Regions from separate parts of the Mus musculus genome. Here region 1 is linked to region 2. A link is a contact called in public promoter capture Hi-C data. All regions are on one chromosome and are shown on one strand. The core of a region is the stretch at or near the end of the contact, and the rest is flanking DNA. Distances in the headings are between cores, read along the strand shown.

Region 1 (3,929 bases), core at 1,288-3,787, 660 kb before region 2:
TTATCATGAAAGGATGTTAGATTTTATAAGAAGCCTTTTCTGTATCTAGTGAGAAAACATGTGGTTACAACCCTTGAGTCTCCTTAGGTCATGGGTTACATTTACTGGTTTACATATGTTGAAACATCTCTGTATCTCTAGGATGAGGCCAGCTGGGCGGTAGTGGATGAACTCTTTGATGTGCTCTTGAATTTTACAAATTCATATTCCACTAAAAAGAAAAATCTAAAATGAGTGGATAAACTTCTAGATACATATGACTTACCAAACGAGCTAAAACGAAGTAAGTAATATAAAGGGACCAATCAGATATACTTAATGAATCACTGAGCGTACACCTGATTAGTATTCCTGGATAACTTTTTGATGGGCAGCTATCTAGATATTTTATTGAGTATTTTCATCTATGTTCATCAGGGAGATTGGTCTGGATTTATTTATCACCTTTTTAGAATAAGGGTAACACTGATTTTATAAAAATAATTTGGAAACGTTCTTTCCTTCCCTATTTTATGGGATGATGAAAGGAGTATTGATATTAGTTCTTCTTTAATGGACAGGTAGTATTCTGTGCTGAATCTATCTGGTCTTGGGAATTTTTTAGCAGGGAGATTTATTATTCCTGCTTATAATTCATTGGTTGCTATGTGTTTCTTTATATTACTTCACCTTAGCTTAAGGTTGGTAAGTCATATGTATCTAGAAGTTTATCCACTTATTTTAGATTTTTCTTTTTAGTGGAACACGAATTTGTAATGTCCTCATGATTCCCTGAATTTCCTCACTATCTGTTGTAATTTCTCCCCTTTCATCTCTAATTTTATTAATTTGTATCATCTTTCTCTTTCTTTTAATTAATTTACAATCCCTTAATGTTTGTTTGCTTTGAAACACAGTCTCACTATGTATCTTTGGCTGGCTTGGAACTCATTATGAAAAGCAGTCAAACTTTGAATTCATAGAGGCTTGCCTGCTTCTACATCCTTAGTACTGAGAAAGATGTGGACCACCACACCTGGCTCTCTGTTTTCTTTTGCTTTTAATGTAGGCACTTAGTGCTATAAAACTTCCCCTTAGCCTAGCCTTTATCATGTGCTATTTGTTTTGATGTGTTGTTTTCCTTTTCCATCAATTCTAAGAATTAAAAATTTGTCTCCTTGAGTTTTTTGACCAAATTATCATCCAGTAGTGTGTTTTGCTTTTTTGAGTTTGTGTATTTCTTATAGTTTCTATTGCTGTTAATATCTACCCTTATTCTACTGTGATTCAATAAAATGTAGGATATTATTTCAAATTTTCTTTTCTTTGTTTGTTCAGTCTTGATTTGTGTCCTAACATGTTAATTTTGTAGAAGTTTCCATGGGCTGATGAGAAGAATATGTACTCTTTAGTGTCTGAGTGTAATTTCTGTAGATGTCTGTTCAGTCTATTTGATTTTTGATGTTGTGTAAACTCTAGAAATTCTCTGTTTAGTTTTCGTCCTGCTTTTTGGTGGGAGTGGGGTTTTAAGGTCACCTACTTTAAATGTGTTTGCATTAGTATGTGTTTTTAGATCTAATGTGTCTTTTATGAAGTTGGGTCTACTGGTGTTTATCCACCCATTTATTTACTGGTCTCTTGTTACATAGTTTTACTTAAAAGATGTTTTCTTGAAGATATGTAAGATATTTTTCTAGTTGTATTGTGCATCTGTTATGAGCTATAGCATTATACTAGTATATGGCAAAGCCATCAATCTTCAATACAAGAATACAGCTTAACTGCCTATCTATTTAGTAGATTTCTTTTGGTATCTCCACATCACATTTACATATTTAATTATGACAAGTCCTAAAGGAAAATATAATTCCCAATTAGAAGTACCTAGTTTTCTAATGACTCTAACAAAAGGCAAACTTTTACAAGGTATATTTTTAATTAAAAATTTAATCTTAACAAAACGGAAATGTATATGTTCATAGCACATGTGTTTAATTATGCATTTGAAGAGGCTTAGGCAGTAGGATTCTTAATTCAAAGCCAGTTCTAGGCTAGATAGCAGCATTCTTCCTTAAACAAAAAAATCAACCATACTCAGACTTCAAATGAAAATGTCAAATTATAATGCAATGCAAACATTCTTTCTCAAAACATAAATACTTTTCTAGTATTCAAAAGAATCTCGAACATTTATCTGTCTCTACAAGCTCTCTATACCTAAGCTTGAGGGTCCTTGCACACTAAACTACAATACCCATAACACTGTCCTGTATTTCAACTCAGGGTTTTCAGGAAGCTTGGTGTGAGAGGAATTGTGGGTATCTAGAAGAAAGCATTTTGACTTCATCTCCCAGAATCCTCTAGCATCCCTTGATACCTAAGCAAATATTGGATACTTCTGAGGAATAACAGTTTCCTGTGACCTCAAACTACATTTCCCATGAAGACACATGCTCGGGCCTCGCGGTTCTCTGATGCCCTAGCCAATGGGAGAGGCTTCAATAGTCACCTGGTAGGTTAGAGTCCAGCTATTGGGCCCCATTGCCTGGCCTAGGCCATCTAGTAGAAGGTGCACGGTTGGGAAGACAGTTGTGGGGCACACCCCACCCTGAGGGCACTCCGGGTCCAGGAACTTCCGAGCGGGTCCGATTTTCCGCGGCTGTTTAAGGAGTAGCGCTTCGGTAGCCGGGGAGCTGGAGGTCAGCGAGGCAGAAAGCCCGAGTGGCAGTGGCCGGGGACTGTGGGACCGAGGGGGTCTAGGGAGGAGGGTGCTTCCGGGGCCGCAATCTTTGGCGCCTAACTCCGCCCAGCCCGCTTCTTCATGGGTGGTGGGTGCCTTGACTGGAGTTGGGGGGCAGGCACCAGTTGCCTTAGCATCCAAAGCACAAGCACGTCCCCCCTCCTCCCAACTCTTCTCTTATTTCCTACCTCCACCCGCCCCTCTCCCCACCACCCAGCGCAGGCTCCTTCTTAGGATGAGAGAGCCTCCAAAAAGTGGCATCTGGATTCCCCTTCAGGCAGGAGTTGGGTGCTCTGTTCCCGCCTTTAATTTGTTGCTCAGCTCTGAGCACCTACCACTGCAAGTACACACACAAACCCCACTCGACCCCACCCTGCACCCCCGTTTCCTCTAGGCGAGTGGAAATTCCTTGCTAAACCCAGGGCTTGATTTTCTGTCAATTTCCATTTCTGCTTCCTGATAATGAGGTGTTCTCTCTCTCTCTTTCTCTCTCTCAATCTCTTTCTCTTGGCTCATCTCTTTTTACTGGCCTTTTTCAACTAGTCATTGGAGTGGAAAAGGTGTCCTTCAATTTCCAGAAGGGATAGGAAGCAGAAAAAAAAAGAATCTTACTTTTGAGAAATACACAATTAAGGTTCAGTACAGTGTTCTAGTGAGGGTAGAGGGCAAATTGGACCATTTAAAAACCTGGAGCATATTAAGGGCTTCCAGCAAAATCTGATTAACACCAATAGATAGAATTGAGAGGCTGCTTTGTAAAAGTTCTAGCCTAACTCAGAGCTTCCTGACGTCTTGAAACTTACTCTTTCCTTAGAACAATCCTAGTATGCTTTGTGGAAGAGGTTGCCTTTCATTTGGGCTCCAGTGGTTTAAAAGAGATTCAAAAGGAGCATAAGAGGAAGAAAATGCTTCTTGATGATGCAGGACTTGGCGAATAAGAAGTGGGGGATGGAAAAGGAAGGAGTGTATGACAGAGGCACACATGGTTCTAGAAGAGGTATCAGCAGGGATATATTGGGAGATAATACTAGGATAATATTGGGAGATCATAGTGACATGACAGGTAGAAGAATATGCAAAGTTTGAATTTATTCTGTATTGAATAAAATTAAAGACAAAAAAATTAAGACTGGGTGATTTTCCTTTTCATCCTAGGGGAACCTGATTTGAGATCAATTCTTGGAGAACACAAAGAAGTGTGGTGGTATGT
Region 2 (3,518 bases), core at 914-3,413:
TTGTACATCTCTTCATAAGATCTGATTATGGCTATCTTGATAGCCTAACAAGTGAAAATAAAAGATCCTAGAATCCATATTATATAGCCCCTACACTTACTTCAAAGTCTGGTCAGGAAATTCTGGTTAACCTTCTTGGTTTCTCCTTTAAGAAAGAGTAGGTATTAGAAATTCTCATGTTTAGAAGATAGCAATTGGGAGCCTAAATCTATGTGTTGAAGGCATACTCAATACTCAAACCAGCAATTTGTTAATAATCTAATTGGTCATGTTTGTTTGTTTTGTAATCACAGCAGGGTGTGGTGATGCCTGCCTTTGAATCCAGCACCTGAGAGATAAAATGGGTGGATCTCGGTGAGTGCAGCCAGCCTGATCTATATAGCGAAACCCTGTTACAAAAAAAAAAAAAAAACCAATAAATTCACAAATATAATCTAACAAAAGACAGTAATTGCCATTCTTCCTATCTTTTCTGCCCAATCATCTGGTGGATGAAATTGAATACTTTGTTAGAGAAAAATGAAGTGTTAAAACGTAGAGCAGTCTATGAGATCAAGAGAAGCACAGAAAACAATCGCATGTGTGTAAACAACTTGTAAAAGCTGTTGGAAGTGAGAGAACTTAAGCCGGGTTTCCACAGAGCCGACTGAATCTGGTTAGGTGCAGGGAAGGAGGGGCTGGCGAGATGGCTCAGCGGGTAAGAGCACTGACTGTTCTTCCGAAGGTCCTGAGTTCAAATCCCAGCAACCACACGGTGGCTCACAACCATCCGTAATGAGATCTGATGCCCTCTTCTGGAGTGTCTGAAGATAGCTACAGGGTACTTACATATAATAAATAAATAAATCTTTAATATAAAAAAAAGGAGCAGGGAAGGGAGACATCTAGGTGGGGTAAGATGTGCAAATGCGCACACTCATGTAGAAATGTGCACCAATGGTTTGTACTGAGACAGAAATGAAGGACCCGAGCAGAATAAGCAATAAATTTGTTGGCTGAAACAAGTAAAAGGGGTAGATTCTACTGGAAGGCTTGGAAACAAGGTGCTGGAGGAAGACTAGATCTATTAATAGGCAAGTGAATTAAGGTAATAGCCTATTGTAATTAGCTACTAGGGACCCCGAGCACGGTGGATTGCAAACAGAAGAGGTAGGAAAATAGCTTAGGAGAGTGGGAAGCAGGCAAAAAAAAAAAAAAAGAATGCTAATTGACAATGAGGTTAAACTGTTGAGACATTGACAAAAGACACTTCATGATATAAATGAAGAGGAGGAAAGAGTTAATTTCTAGTCTAGGCATCTCTATGGTTTGGGCAAGGACACACTGGTAGAAAACTATAAATGTCCCTGCTACTACCTTGTCTGAGAAACAAAATTCATGTTGATAATAGCTGTGATCCCAATCAAGTAACTGAACTGCATTTTAATAGATGCCTTCAATGCCTGAACCTCACGAGTGACAGGGGGATAGGAAGTGATGGGGAGCATCTTTCAACAGCATCCCTCACACTTATACAATGGAGGGGGTTGCTTACTCCGCTTACAATCACTGCCGCCGTTGCAAACTTCACCCTTAGAAAAATTAGGATTATTCCGGGAAAGATACCCATTCACCCTCTGGGTGCAGGATCTTGCCAGTTCCTCGGCTGTCAGAGCGAGTTCGTAGAGAGAAGGGAGGCGCCTGAAGGAGGCGGCCTCCCGGGGGGTCGAGGAAGCAGAGCTCAATCGAAGAAGTAAAGCCACCGATGCCAGAAGAGTGAAAGACAGGGAAGGGACTCAGCTGAGGGGAGAGAGAGAGATCAAAGGACCGTTAAGCCCCTCCCAGGCCGGGAACCAAGCCAACCCGGCCCCGCGCGGCCTGGCGCGGCCCAGCCCCGCTCCCCAACCTGGAAGTCCAGGAGCATCCCCCTCACCTGCTCAAGCTCAGCAGACGACTGGGAAGCGGAGGCTACCACAGTAGGAAACGCCACCGCAGCGCCAACCCGGAAGCATTGAAACCGACGGAAGTAACCAAGGCGTCGCCTCGGCAACAGTGGCGCAGCCATCCTAAACTCCGCCCACTCCTAGCCTGGAAAAAGCAAGGCGCGAATGAAAGGAAACCATTAAATTCAAAAGGCCAGAGTCCAGAATCCTGTGCAAAAAGGTCGGCAGCTAGCCACCCGCCTTCCTGCAGGCTTCGGGAGAGAGAGCTAAGGCGTGGGAGTGTAGTAGCTTGTGCAGCTTAGGTGCTCACCAGTGAGAGCAGAGGAGGCGCCTTGTCACCCGCCCACGCTGCATTTACCAGCCAGAGCAGAGGCTCTGCTTTGCCTTTTTAAAAAAATGAGAGAAGGTGGGTGGGGCGTCACGTGGAGGGAGGTGGAGTAAAAGGATTTAAGATACGAGTGGGAGAAGAAGCTCTTTTGTCTTTTTCTGGAACCCTTTTTTAGTGGGTTGCCTCATTAAGCCTTGGTATGAAGGTTTGTGCCTAGTCCTATTGTATCTTGATATGCCATGTTTGGTTGATATCCCTGGGAGGCTGGCTCTTTTCCGAAGGGAAACAGAGAAAGGAATGGATCCGGGAGAGGGGACTGAGAGGAGGATGGGAAAACTGGTTAGGATGTTAATATATGAGAGAAGACGAAGTAAATATTTTTCTAAGTGAGAGATTTTTAAGATGCAACTGAGGACTAGAAGCTGAGCAGAATTTAGAGACTGAACCTACGGTCAGAAAGGGAAATAAAAATGGGGGAAGCAAATAACCCTTATCTGGTGAATGTCAGACAGCAGTCGCTGAAAAATTATGAACATGCCTTGTTCTCAAAGCCCAGAGACAAACTTGGGAACAAGTTGGAAACAGAAAGGGCACCATGAAAAGTTAAAACAAATGAATCTGGAGAAAATAATGGAAAGAGTGTAGCTCTTAATCCGCACCTCACGATCAGCTAAGTCAAGTTTAAACGCCAGCTTCGGATCCCAGTTCTCAGGGCCATTAGAGGAGAACTAGACACTTCTGGGGGAATCCATTAGCTATATTAAGGCTACACCCATTACTTTTAACGTGTCACAGTTTCCACAATCACATGAGAGTTAATAAAAGTGTTTGTTGTTTACATAAGTATAAATAGGTGACTTCAAGGCCTATGGTCCTAAGAGATTATTTGTTGAATGGATGAATTTTTAAATTCATTTATTCCAAAAGAATCTTCCACATCTCATTCACATTTTTTCACTTAAATTCTTACAGCAGCACACATTATAATAGATAGCGTTGGTTCTGTGATGGCAAGAGCTTTTTTTTTTTTTTTGCTTGCTATTTCCTTATAAAGTATAAAGTTGATATACTTATTTTCCCGTCCTAACAACTAAGAAAAATAAGGTCATAAAAGTTAAGCAGAGTTTTGTCATAACTGGCAGAATTCAGATTTCACCTTGAGACTGACTTCAGAGCCCAAGCTCTCTGTTAATGTCAGAAATGTCATTAATCCAGAGATGAGAAAGACCTCATGCATTCCAACTTGTGAATCCTCTGAGGCTAGAGAA

Evidence for each region. Promoter capture Hi-C pulls out the DNA fragments that hold promoters and counts their contacts.
Region 1: a contact with region 2 is called in a promoter capture Hi-C map of embryonic stem cells, with 6 times the contacts expected there. The contact joins the promoter of Enox2 here to the promoter of Slc25a14 in region 2. A contact is called at or near these places in 8 of 39 promoter capture datasets (the C10 cell line, cranial neural crest, embryonic stem cells and 5 more), 1 of 484 Hi-C or Micro-C datasets (CD4 T cells) and 5 of 115 datasets of contacts at active chromatin or transcription factors (the 230-238 cell line, astrocytes, embryonic stem cells and 1 more).

What each region holds. Positions count from the first base shown.
Region 1 is chrX:49,286,850-49,290,778 of GRCm38.p6, reverse strand. Enox2 (ecto-NOX disulfide-thiol exchanger 2) reads left to right here and starts at 2,537. Exons shown (of 16, transcript NM_001271447.1): 1 at 2,537-2,678; 2 at 3,875-3,929. Gm39513 (a long non-coding RNA gene) reads right to left here and starts at 3,863. Exons shown (of 2, transcript XR_882305.2): 1 at 2,489-3,863.
Region 2 is chrX:48,622,223-48,625,740 of GRCm38.p6, reverse strand. It overlaps Slc25a14 (solute carrier family 25 (mitochondrial carrier, brain), member 14), which reads right to left and starts at 2,163. Exons shown (of 11, transcript NM_001166450.3): 1 at 1,913-2,163; 2 at 1,535-1,779. The coding sequence starts at 1,609.